Regions from separate parts of the Sus scrofa genome. Here region 1 is linked to region 2. A link is a contact called in public Hi-C data. All regions are on one chromosome and are shown on one strand. The core of a region is the stretch at or near the end of the contact, and the rest is flanking DNA. Distances in the headings are between cores, read along the strand shown.

Region 1 (6,387 bases), core at 201-2,700, 280 kb before region 2:
ATGGATCTGTGGCCATGGGAATCCCACTGTTTCCTAAGTCAGCTAGCCTGTGTGAGAGAAACAGCAGGATTTCAATACATTTTGGTGCCTCTCAGGGTCTCTCCTCCAAGTCACGGATAAGAAAATGCATTCACTCACACGCATAACACTTGCCCTTAAGAAAAGCAGTCTAATTCCAGAAAGGGAATTCAAAACCAAGCGAGAGCAAATGAGCAGGTTGTGCAGACTTAGGTCTGAGAAGCAGAACAGACTTAAGAGTACCAGAGAGTCTGCATCAGGGTCCTGAACACCCCCCATGCCCACCCCACATCGCATGCCAGGTATTGGATTTGAACGTCCATGACGAAAAGGTATTGAGGTACTTATTCCATGAGAAAGAAGTAGGGTCCCCCGCAGATAAATTCGCGTTTCCGTTGCTTAGGATGGAAATGCTGCTTACAGGTTTAACATGTAGTAGTTTTTCGTTCCTGGTCCTAAGAATTCTCTGTGTACTGGGGCTCATTCTCATTCTTTGTCTTGAGTTATTCTACTAGATGTGACTTGTGGAAGTGTGCATGGAAGTGTGTGTGTGTGTGCAAGCAAATTTTCAACAGTCATTTTCAAATTAGATTTTCATCGCTCGTTCTATGCCTGACAACAGTTATCCGTGTATTTCTGATGAAGATCAACCAGAGAAGTCCAAAACACGGTTTGGCCATGTCGATTCACCTTTGACAAGGACCTTTCATTCCAAGACTAATATTCCTGGCTCTGTCAGTAAGAGACAGAGCTAGGAACACCCTCCTGCTTTTGTAATGAATATAGTCACAGGAACCTTGTGCTATTCTCTTAACAGTCCAGGGAGTAAATGGTATCAGATGCTTCCAGTTGACCCTCTTGATACACCTGTGGCAAAAGCGCAACCTGAAACAAGCAGTTTTCACCCTACCTCCTCTTCTCTGTTAACCCAGCACTGTTTTCTATTTGTTGCCAACTATATCTCGAGGCTTCAGATTGAACTTTAAAAAAATGTTCTTATTCATCAACTTAGAAATCTTCAAATCCATCCCCCCCCCCAGCCCCCGCCGTGGAAGGGTATCAGCTTCATACAGTGTGTGCTAATCTTAGTTTCCAAAAAAAAAAAGCAAATCTTAGCATTTCTTTAATGTGTTATGTCTTTTAAGGGTAAAGCTGTTGAAACTCAGTGAGGGAGGACTGCACCCAGCGATTGTTTGGAAAAAAGCATGACCTCAAAAATGTGAACTTCAGTGCCTGAAAGGAAATACATCATATATTTTTTTTCCTATGGGTGATGACAGGACTTAAAATGCAAAATGCTACGCTTGCCTGGAAAAGCTACCTATTGAAAAAAAAATGAGCCTTTAAATGATCTCCTGGGTCCTACTATGTTACTCAGGACTGTCGACACAGAGAAATGAGGCATTCCAGTTACTGAAATGTTGAGAAATGGCCTAACCAGTGCCAAGTCCATGTCCCCTACCGTGAGCCCAGTTCCCTGTACGCTGGCGCAGTTACGGGGTAAGAGTCATCCCTGTGCCAAATCTGGGGAGTCGAGATGCCAGGCCAAAAATGCCCCTTGGTTTTTTCCCCCTGCACGTATGCAAGAGAACATGCATGTAATTGTTAACTGGGATAAGATAATCCCTCACTTACTCCTATGGAAGCATTAAAAAAAAGTCTCAGATTTTCCAGCCACATTTGGATAATGATACGTAGTATATGGTCTGTGCCAAACTCAAAGTTACAAAGCCTTATTCTTGGCAAGGACTACAAACAATTTCCATTTAACTGTGAAAACGAAAGGAACACACAAAGTTTCAGTCTCCATCTCTGGGGTGTTTGCAATGGATAAATACAGTGCGTTATCCACGGATAAATATGTTCTTCTACTGATTTTTACATCGGAATCACCAACCATGGAAAAGGACACGAAATGCATTTTATTATTTTGGAACAGGAAATGCTCGTAAAAGAGCGTATTATAATATTTATTCTGATGGATTAGAGTCACTTGGTGTGGGATATTTAGAACCTAGAGAAAAGTAAAATTAGAATAATAAAATGTCACCTGTGGTGCTTACACCCAGAATTAGAAGCGATGTCATCAATGAGGTGCGGATATTTATTTTCAGATATGTATGGACTCACACACATTCTTTGTGACTTAGCTTTTGTGTGTTTATTCCCATAAATAGGTGAGCATACTGTGTAAATGGCTATTTAGGTTTTCACTTACGAAAAATTTTAAGGTTCCAAAATCACGGGTGAAAAAAAGTTGCAAAATGCTTTGGCCAGGAGTTCCCGTCATGGCTCAGTGGTTAACGAATCCGACTAGGAACCATGAGGTGGCGGGTTCGATCCCTGCCCTTGCTCAGTGGGTTAACGATCCAGCGTTGCCGTGAGCTGTGGTGTAGGTTGCAAACTCGGCTCGGATCCCGCGTTGCTGTGGCTCTGGCGTAGGCCGGTGGCTACAGTTCCAATTAGACCCCTAGCCTGGGAACCTCCATATGCTGTGGGAGCGACCCTAGAAAAAGTCAAAAAGACAAAAAAAAAAAAAAAAAATGTTTTGGCCAGAAAACCTCCACAACCCCAGGCAATGATCATAAGTAATATCATTACAGAATGAACGTATGTGGAATGGTTTTTAAAAATGTCTTTATATCGTAAAATAATTTTATCCATAGGAGAATATCTGATTTAATCTATAGAAATTCCAACCTTCATTTATTTACTTTTGTAAGAGAAATCCAGTATGTTCAGGCTATGATTTTTTTTCTTTCCCTATGCATGTTTGAACCTGGTTTCCTTTCTGGGACTTATCTTTCCTTCCGAAAGAAGTGGGGAAGCTAGTTTTACCAAGTTTTCCTTTGAAGCACTTTATATATATTTTTTGGGGGGGGTATTTTTTTGTATTTATATATATATATATATATATTTTTTTTTTTTTTTTTTGTATAATTTGTGTTCCCTGTTTTGAACTTTGTTACACAGGCTAAGCATTTTGAGTAAAAACCTCTCATGGTGTGCATTTGTTTGTAATTTCCTGTGGATGTTATATTTTAAATTAATTTCAGGTTTATTATTCGTCAGGTGTCACCTTAGGGATAGATTTCTTCTCCCAAAGCCTGGTTACCACCTTTGCTGTGCTAGAAGTGTAATCCTGCCTGGGCCAGATAGATTCTATTGGTTCCTCCAGATTTACTCTGTCCATCCCTCTTCCCTGTGTTGTGCTCTATGCCCTGGGAAGCTGGGTGCTGGGGTTCAGACATAAGGAAGCCTCTTTCGGGGCCCTGGAGGCGGGAGGGAAGTTCCCAGAGGCCAGGTTCCTTCTTCCAAGGGTCCCTGACTGTGAAGGTTCTCACTCTGCCTCTTCCCTCCTCTTAAGGCATCTCACTGGTTTTATTCAAATCACTGCCTTCTGGCCTTACAGGAACCTGTTCCTTACTTTTGTCCCTTTTGGGGAATACGACTTAACAGTTGCAAGATTTGGCAGAAAACAAAAGAAAGAAAAAAAAAAAAGGGAGAAAAAGCACATGGACACTAAAACTTACATTTATTTGTTATTTTCCTGAAATACGGAGCTCACTGGGCACCCTCTATCTTATCTAGGAGTAACAGAAGAGTCTGCCACACTCTCGTGGGTTCCCACTTGTGATTCCAAGTGGGTCCTTTGGAAATAAATCCCCCTCACATTTTCTTTTTTTGATACCATTTCTTTCCTCACGGACACAGTCTTTTTAGAAACAGACTCAGTTCAAAATAAATTAACAGTAGTTGGTTTTTTCTTGGTGTCTCTTGATTCACACCTGCATTCAAAAAGCAAGAATGTCTGTACTGTTTCAATGTGAAACCAAACAGTAATCAGCTCTTTTAGGCCATAAATGCAACATGTTGTGTCCAGAATGACAGGCAACTAGGGTCTTAAGGACCATGTGTCGTATGCCCCCGGCTGTGCCGGTTTCGTTCTGGAACGTGTATGATCCAATTCAGTTATTCATGGCACTGTCTTTCCACCCAGGTTAGTGTATGTGTTACAGGATCACCCTAAGCATTAAGGGAAAAATTAAGAAAAGTATACATTTGATTCTCGGTACATTCTTTGTATAGATGTGTGTCCTTCAGCAAGGCAGCTGGTCTCCAAAACCCCTGATTTACTTATGAATAATATAATAATAATGGGATGAACTCCTTTGTTTTTTTGTTTTTGTTTTTTTTTCCACAGTCTAGTATCCATTTACTTTAAGGATCTTTGGGGTTTGTTTTCTCATCTTTAAGACAGAGTCATGGCTCTACTGTTAAATGGTGACAATACTAAGTGAATGCCTTCGTATGAACAGAGCACCCAGAGCAAGTGTTCATATAACATATTGCTCGATTGCCAAATCCGAGTGTAAGACACTCTTTTCTCCTGCATTTGAGGGTAAGTGGCCATGATGATGTATCACCTATTCTGGGTAATTAAAACTTATTTAAATAAGACAATTTACACATGCACCAAAGTGCACCTGTTTCAAATACAGGTTCAGTGAGTTCTGACAGCGATGTACCGTTATGCAATCATTACTCGTATCAAGCTATCGAATCTCTCCATTATTCCAGATAGCTCCCTTAGGCCCCTTTGCAATCAGTTTCTATCCACAGTTAGCCCAAGGCGATTCCATGATGGCTTTGGCCATTGTAGGTTGCTTTGCTAGGGACTAGTAAAATCGTTAATTTTATAAATACGTCTGGATGGACCTTTAGTCAAGACAGAGTTTGGGGCACACCAAGAGGTCACTAGGAAATCAAGTTATAATGTAAAGAGAAACAACAAATTTCCTACTGTCTTCCTAATATCAGATATTAATTCTTACAGAAAAATACTGTTTTATGAATAATAAGAATATATTTTAACTTTCAGCTTTATTCGTTTCATTTAACACTAATTGTGACACTATATATATATATATATATATATATATATATATTTTTTTTTTTTTTTTTTTTTGTCTTTTTAGGGCTGTGCCCACAGCACATGGAGATTCCCAGGCTAGGGGTCCAATCAGAGCTGTTACTGCGGCCTACGCCACAGCCACAGTAACACCAGATCCGAGCCACGTCTTTGACCTACACCACAGCTCATGGCAACACTGGATCCTTAACCCACTGAGAAAGGCCAGGGATCGAACCCGCAACCTCCTGGTTCCTGGTTAGATTTGTTTCTGCTGCGCCACGACGGGAACTCTATGACACAATACATTATTACAATATTCTGTAGATAATATACAATCTTTGTTTCTTCTCTACAAGTTGGATTTTGAAATTCAATTTAGTAATTTCAGTATTACATTAGGCATTGGTGGGGAGACATGTTTATCTCTGGTTTGTCTATGTCTAGAGAGTGTATTTTTTTAAAGGAAGTACAGTTGATTTACAAAGTTGTGTTAGTTTCTGGTATACAATAAAGTGATTCAGTTACTCATATACATACATGTTCTTTTTCACATTCTTTTCCATTATGGTTTATTACAGCATATTGGATCTAGTTCCTTGTGTTACAGTAGGAACTTGTTTATCTGTTTCATATAGAGTAGTTTGCACCTGCTAATCCCAAACTCCTAATTTATCCCTTTATACCCCCTTTCTCCTTTGGTAACCATAAGGTTGTTTTCTGTGTCTATGAGCCTGTTTCTGTTTTGTAAATAAGTTCATTTGTAAATTTGAGATTCCACATATAAGTGATAACATATGGTATTGTATTTCACTTAGTATGATAATCTCTAGGCTCATCCCTTTCTCTTTTGGCAACCACAAGTCTGTTCTCTATGTCTGCAAGTCTGTTTCTGTTTTGTAGATAGGTTCATCTGTGCCATATTTTAGACTTTACATATAAGTGATATCATAGGGTATTTGTCTTTCTCTTTCTGACTTACTTCACTTAGTATGAGAATCTCTAATTGCATCCATATTGCTACAAATGACATTGGTTCATTCTTTTGTATGGCTGAGTAGTATTCCAATATATAGATATATAGACATATACCACATCTTCTTTATCCATTCATCTGTCCATGGGCACTTAGGTTGCTTCCATGTCTAGGCTATTATAAATAGTGTTTCTATGAACATTGGGGTGCACTTATCTTTTCAAATTATCTTTTCTCCAGATCTATCCCCAGGAATGGGATTGCTGGATCATATGGCAACTCTATTTTTAGTTTTTTAAGGAACCTCCATGCTGTTTTCCATAGCAGCTGTACCGGTTCACCAGAGAATTTTTTTTTTTTAAATCTTCTCAACCCCCAAAGTCACACACACACCAAAAACACTCTGAAATAGAGGAGGAAAAGTTTGCTTACCTGTAGTTTAGGATTTCAAACCTTGGCCCTATTTACATTTTTGACCAGA
Region 2 (6,549 bases), core at 2,241-4,740:
GCTCATATGAAATTGCCCAGCATTTCTACACAAAAACAGAGATAATAACGTGGTACTGAAGGCAGGTGCAAAGGTGTGTGGTGGGGGAGCTCATCTAAATAGCGTTTTATCCTTGAGCTCTGACTGACTTCAGAATCTTATAGTATAAGCTGACACCAAGAAATTCCCTTTTCATGATTCAAAACAATCCTTCCATCTGAGTTACCATTAGGGACCATGAGTAGACAGTCTCAAATTTCTTCTGACTTATTTCTGCACTCTTTCCAGATTAAGGCATAACAACCATATGAAATCTAAAGACTGAATTACAACTTTCCAAAAATCTTGACCCCAGGACATTAGTTTGAATTCCACAAAACACACAATACCAGCTTCCTCCGAATAGCTTTCCGCATTTAGAATCTTGAAAATAGCCTGTATTGAGCGACTATTATTGTCTTATTTCCATTGCTAATGACAGAATTTGTTCCATATGCGGAGCATCATTTAGAAATTCTACCATTCCTGCCTGGAAAGGGGAAAAAATATTTTTTGGCAAAATGGAAACTTTTGTCACTTCTAGTAGATATGCTCCAAAACAGATTTATGTGTGTATATGTGTGCACACACATTACATGTATTCAGACTTTTGTGGAGCTGATGACAGAGCAAAAATCTAGAACCTGCCAAAGTTCGATAGGGTAATTGTCTTACTCGTTCACTATGAAGAATGTCTTTCCTATTAACCTGCCCACATGCCTGAGTGGCTGCAAGCAAGCAGAAGACTTCCTTGTCTGCTCTTCTCACACTGAAAATCACCAATTCTTGAGCATCTGGCAAAAGAAAAAAAGAAGAAAAAAAAAAAGCCCTTTAATTTGGAATAGGGCTTTCATGCAACTTCATTTTAAGATAGAGTCAAAGTAATTTTTTGAGAAACATCTGATTAAGAATAGATGAAAACATCAAGTGATTCGACTCCCTGATGGGTACGACTCTGGAGAATTCGTATCTGAATTGGTGAGCTGTGTGTGCATTCCCTCTTGTCAGCCAAAATATTTCAGGGCCTGGTCTAAATGTAATAGATACAAATAATCATTTTTACCCACAGTATAACCAATGAGGTAGAAAGTATTTCTGGGAAATGGAGAGGCTACATGTAGTGCTGTTCATGTTAAGACTATTTATAGGCTGAGCCAAAATTAAGCATAAGCAATGGAAAAAAATAGTTCAGCTTCCATCTCAAGGTGGATGTTAAAGGCAAGAGAGCTGCAGAGAAACACAAGGTCCAGGAGACAGCACGGTGCAAATGAATGAATCCGGATCATTTGTATCATAAAGGAAAGAACCCTACTATGGATTATAAGAGAGCAGAAACATGTAATCAAGAAGAGTAAATGAGAATAAATGGGTCTCCTAATATGGTAGCAGCATATAGTGAAAAAAAAAAAAAGTTTGTAAGTACGAAAAGGAAATAAGGAGAGGAGAAGAAAGTGCGCTGGGCTGAAGGAGAGGTCTGCTAATGAGTGTTTAGAGCAGCTATTCCCCAGCTGACGCCATATAGACGAGCCTGAGTGTGCTCTGGGCACATGTTGCTATGAGAGCGCAAATGCTAGCGAAGTAACCTCTTAGAAGCGCAGTAAACAGAAGGGAGGGGGAGGGGCCGAGGGGGAGGGGAGAGGGATGCCCGCTTATCTCTGTGAGCTCTACCAGGTTCCTATTCAGTAATGCATGTAGCATCACTTAGCACGTGTAAACGCTGGAAAATACACCTCTTTGGTAAACAAAACTATACAGTAAAAGAAAAAAGCCTGAAACAGCCGGTCTGTTCAGGTAAACAGCGTGGTCAATCGTTCACACTACTCGAAAGTCATACAAGGACGCTACAGCCAACCAGAGAGTCTAGAGCCGGAAAGTCTGAAGGAAGTAGAAATACCGTGTTATTTTTTAATGTCAAATTCAATAGAGTTCGGTACAGATATTCCTAATGGATATCAATAACGTAAAAGAAAGTGCCCCCCCCCAAGAGAGAGGGGGAGGAGCTGAAAGCGAAGTGAAATGACCTTGACCCCAACTCTCACGCTTCCCACCATCCTTAAACATCTCTTACTCCTGAACATGGCGATTTTTCCGGGTAATAGCAAATATAAATAAAACACTTGGGGGCCGGGGCAGAAGTGAGCAGGAAGAAGCTAGCAAGTGTACAGGTAATATACAGGAGACATATAACAGTGGTTAGCCAGAAGAAGTCTGGCAGCCTACCGAGTATGAATATGGAAAGAAAAGAAGTGGTACAAAGCAATATTCATTTTTTTTGCATAGCCAAAACACGTTTACAATAATGCCTTATTTCTTAATAGGTAAATTCAGAGTTTATGAAAATCCCCAGGATTCACAGCCTTATCCTAGTTATGATCCTACTGATAGGATTACCCAGACGCAGGCAATAAACTGCCCATTTCCTATCTCGGTTTTTTTTTTCAATTGTCATGATGAGTCTATGTTTTATGATGCAATCTTTTGCAGAATCAGGTCGTTTTGACCACTGTGCTTCCCTGAAACCACACTGCCTTTAATTTCGGTATTAACACTATTATTACTAAGAAAAACAAGTTGCTTAGGGGAGAGTGACAGATGATGTAAAAGTTTTGCGGTCTTCAGGCTCAAAGCCAACCCGAGCTCCCGCTCTCTTCCCCAGGAAAGCAACTCTGAGACGCTCGCTCGGTTTGGAACTGGAAGCTACACTTGAAGCAATGACAAAGGGGGGGGGGGGAGGAGAGACGCCAAGGATCAGGACTAGTACCGAGTGCCAAGATTTGCCAAGATTTGAGACCAGTACTCCAGACGCACCCCCCATCCCGCCCCCGCCCCTTTTTTTCCCTTAGAGTGAGAATCGAACACAGGCTCCCTCGCCCTTGTCTCCAAACGCTGTATCTTGCTACAGCTGGTGCACTGGAAGTTATGAGCACAAACAGATGCTGCAGAGAAATCTGTTTCTATTGCTCAACTGTTCCAAGCATGTCTCAGTATTTTTAGCTCTGGGGATGTTCTGGTGCGCACACAAACTCTATAGGCATGATCTGGGACTCCGGAGCGTGGGTGAGCGCTACAACAGCGTGACAGCTGGGCACCTCTGGAGCAGCCGGGCAGGGTAGGGTCGGGGACGGCAGCCCGAGTCCACTCCCCAGGATACACAGGCAACAAGAGAAAAGGAGGGAAGAAAATACACAGCAGCCCTTACCTGTTGCTGGCGCAGGAGCATGGGGACATGGAGTGGAAGTGGGGGGTTACAGAGGCATGTAAGATCCAGTAGTTTGTGAAAGCGAGTGAGCCAAAGCAAACCAGAATTCCCAAGACCCAGCTTGCCGGCGCCGGGGAAGGCTGCGCGCTGGCTAGGGCTCCAGTGCGCTCTGCAATATCCTGGGCTCTTTTGAGGCCGTCCGGGAGATACCGCCTGGCCCCGCCCCGGCCGCTGCCGACCAATCGCAGCGCGCCTGACCGCGCGGCCGGCCCCGGGAACCTCGGCGGGGAGGGGAGGATGCTACACCCCGGCCTGCGGCGCAGCCAGCGAGGAGAACCTGCCGCCGCTTCCTTCCCCTCCGCCCTCCGAGCCCGGTCTGGGAGTCCGGCGGGGCCGGGGAGGAGGAAGTTGCGCCCCAGCTGGGACAGCAGCAGGTGGGAAGCTCCGCGGCCGGGCTTTTGCGGCTGCCTAATTGCAGCCTGGCCTTTGGGCAAAGCTTCCTACCCCTTTCCGAGCCCCACACTTCCCTTTTTCTGTCCTCCGTGGCGGCTGTGCCATGCGTGTATCCCAAGGGGCTTGCGGGGTGCCTGTGTCCGGGCGAAACGCTGGCAGCGGTGGAGGCTTCCACCTCAGCCGGGGCGCCTCTTCCTCTCCCCTTCCCTCCCACCCAAGAGCCCCCACGTCCCTCACAACCCCCGCGGAACCAGCGGTGCGCGGAGGAGCCGCGAATTCAGTGGGGAAAGGGACCGCGACCGGCGCGCAGAACCCAGCTGGATTTAGACGCGCGCAAGTGTTGCAACTGCCTAACCGCTTGGCTCTTCCTTCTCCCGACTGCTGGTGAATTACTTACAAGCGCCTAGACTGCTCTGGAGGGTGAACGACTCGTTCCCTCTCGCAGTGTCCGCCCTCAGTTTCTTTTTCCACCAGCGCCCGGCACGCTCTGCTGATCTAAAATCAGAGCAATTAAAGAGTAATGAATTCTCTGGAACGGCAACTCCTACAGGCACTCAGCTCTGCCCTCGCACCAGCGCCTCCCAGCCCTCATTCCCAGCAACCAGGCAAGAGCATGTAGACCCTTTCAAAAGCTATGTCAACGTCAGTGTTAACCGGTCCGGATCCTCGAACTTTACAGATTAAACCGCGCGCGCGCGTGTGTGTGTATGCGTGTGTAAATTGGGGTGGTGCATAAATCTGAGTACTTTGGTGTCATAGTGAAGCTTTGCTCTCAAAGGACACAGTATATTTAGGTGTCTCTTCCTTAACACTCAGTTTGAAATCCCTGTGTGTGTTGCATGTTTATTACTTCAAGCGATCGAACGTGTCTTCCGTGCAGTTTATTTAAGCCTCTAAAAGGCCTCCTAGAGACGCCAAACTCCTTCAACAAACTCGCTGGCGTTCTGAGCGGCAGAGCCCGGGGGATTGCTGTGTATGGGCGAGGTGAAACTGAACAAGGAAAGGGTCTGCACCGGTACCCACCTCCTAGCCTCATACCCGCACATGGCCCCTAGGAGGTGCTGGTGAAATGCGCTACGGTTTTGCAGATGGCTCTTAATCCTGCGTTATGCCGCTTGCCCCAGCACAGAGCAAAGATACTGAAATTAAAAGGGTAAGGAACAGGCTGTGCACGCGGCGTGACTCTGATAGCCAAATACTTGCTTGATACAGTGTGCAAGCCCTGTTACCCACCATCTTGCCTTTTCAAGCCCTCTCCGTGCGAATCAGGCTTCACACCAGGGAGGTCTAATTTAGCATATTAAACCAAGTGTTATTGGTAGACAGTTTGGATTAACGCTGCAAAATAGATGGATACATAGGAAGCCAGGCTGTAGCCTAAATCTCAAAGAGCCTGGAGACGGAGAAGCTGATTCATCTGAAGGGCAAGAGGCTGAGGAATAGTTCATGGGGCTGCAATAAGCTTCTTCTGAAATGTGTTTCCTCATGGACTTCTTCTAAGAAACAGGAGCGGTCTAATTAATCCTTTAAGGAGTATTAAACCTCAGTGAAAAGAGGAAAGTAATTATTTATATATGTTCTCTTAATTATGATTCATTCTGTGCATCTGGAGATGGCTAAGAATTTTCCAAACCCCCTGAATGCACAGAGACAACACTTTTATTTCCAGGTAATGAGCTCTTTTGGAAAACTAGTCACCCAGAAGGCAACGCCATTTCTCCGGAATTAGGGTTGAACTTGTTTTGCGTTAATATGCTACTCCAAATAAATGGAAGGCACCGCAGGCCAAGAGTTTCACGTAATAGGAAAAACCTTTAAAGAAATGAATGCAATGTTAATAAGATTGTGGTTGTTTGTATAAGCTTATTTATGGGAGGGGGCAAATAAATAATGTATCCTGGTCTTTCTCATCATCACTTTCCCCTCCCATGGAATGATATGCAGCAAGGCTTATTTACTGAAGTAGAAAATTAAAGAAAAGTTGATTATTTTAATGAATAAAAATTTTACCTTATCTTAATAAGGAAGCATGAAGGATTAAATTTTGTCAGCAACTGAAACTTTGTTAAGTGCATGAGAGCAGTGATTAACTTGATTGCTTTACCTTATTAGGGAAAAAAATATAAATGTGCCTTTTAATTAGTGAGTGACTTTTCACTATATCCCTATTAAGAAAATTCTAGTGTTCCAAAACAGTCAGCGTTTGGGTAAATATACTTTTTATAGCAATACGTGATACAGATTTCTCTAGTCAGAGTATATCTTTTTTGGCTGGATCGGTCCTTATTTAGCAAAAATCCCCATTAGTTTTGGACACCAGTGCAGTTGGGTGTTGGGATCCATCTGTGAATTAAATTTTTCCAAGGAAGTGACAATTATGCTCTTACTGATTCCTTCCACGGTAACCACCTATCATATTAAAGCCAAATATTAGTCACAGTCTAGATCTGCAGTCAGATTATGAATGATCGTGTGACACAGAAGGAGATTGTTCCACTGGGAACATAAATCTTTCCTTGGCACTTATGCTAAGACCACCAGCAATCAGATATATTCTCAGACTTCCATTAACCATGTAGGCTGTCCAATTTCACAGTGATAAGAGATGAGAAGCTCCTGTCATCTGCATCTGCTAGGCAGAAAGAGCCACTTACTAATCTTCACAGTGATAATTAATAGTAGTACATAATAAAGAAAGAAATGTTATATTGAATTTAAATGCAGACAGGATGAGTTTATAGCCTGCTGCTATGAGGACAAGGCACCTACTAGGGAATTTTAAGCCACAGAATGTTATCTTACCCATTGGAAAACTCCTTTGGCAGTTTCACTTACTGCACTGGCAAGATTTAATCTTTGTATTAAATTCAATAAAGTTA

The links. A called contact is a pair of places that touch in the nucleus more often than the background predicts.
Region 1: a Hi-C map of embryonic fibroblasts shows a contact between it and region 2, with 2.7 times the contacts expected there. The contact joins the enhancer-like site here to the promoter of LOC110255979 in region 2. A contact is called at or near these places in 5 of 47 Hi-C or Micro-C datasets (embryonic fibroblasts, fetal heart ventricle and heart right ventricle) and 2 of 2 datasets of contacts at active chromatin or transcription factors (alveolar macrophages and skeletal muscle).

What each region holds. Positions count from the first base shown.
Region 1 is chr12:10,078,596-10,084,982 of Sscrofa11.1, forward strand. No RefSeq gene overlaps it. Among named protein-coding and RNA genes, the nearest start is that of KCNJ2, 280 kb to the right of the region's middle. Within about 2 kb of position 1,451, at least 3 of the 83 cell types and tissues checked have an H3K27ac peak or open chromatin away from gene starts, as enhancers often do. A contact at or near this core is called in embryonic fibroblasts, where this site is marked.
Region 2 is chr12:10,358,864-10,365,412 of Sscrofa11.1, forward strand. LOC110255979 reads left to right here and starts at 3,491. Exons shown (of 1, transcript XM_021066710.1): 1 at 3,491-5,806. The coding sequence starts at 3,515. The coding sequence ends at 3,997. It also overlaps a transcript of KCNJ2 not described here.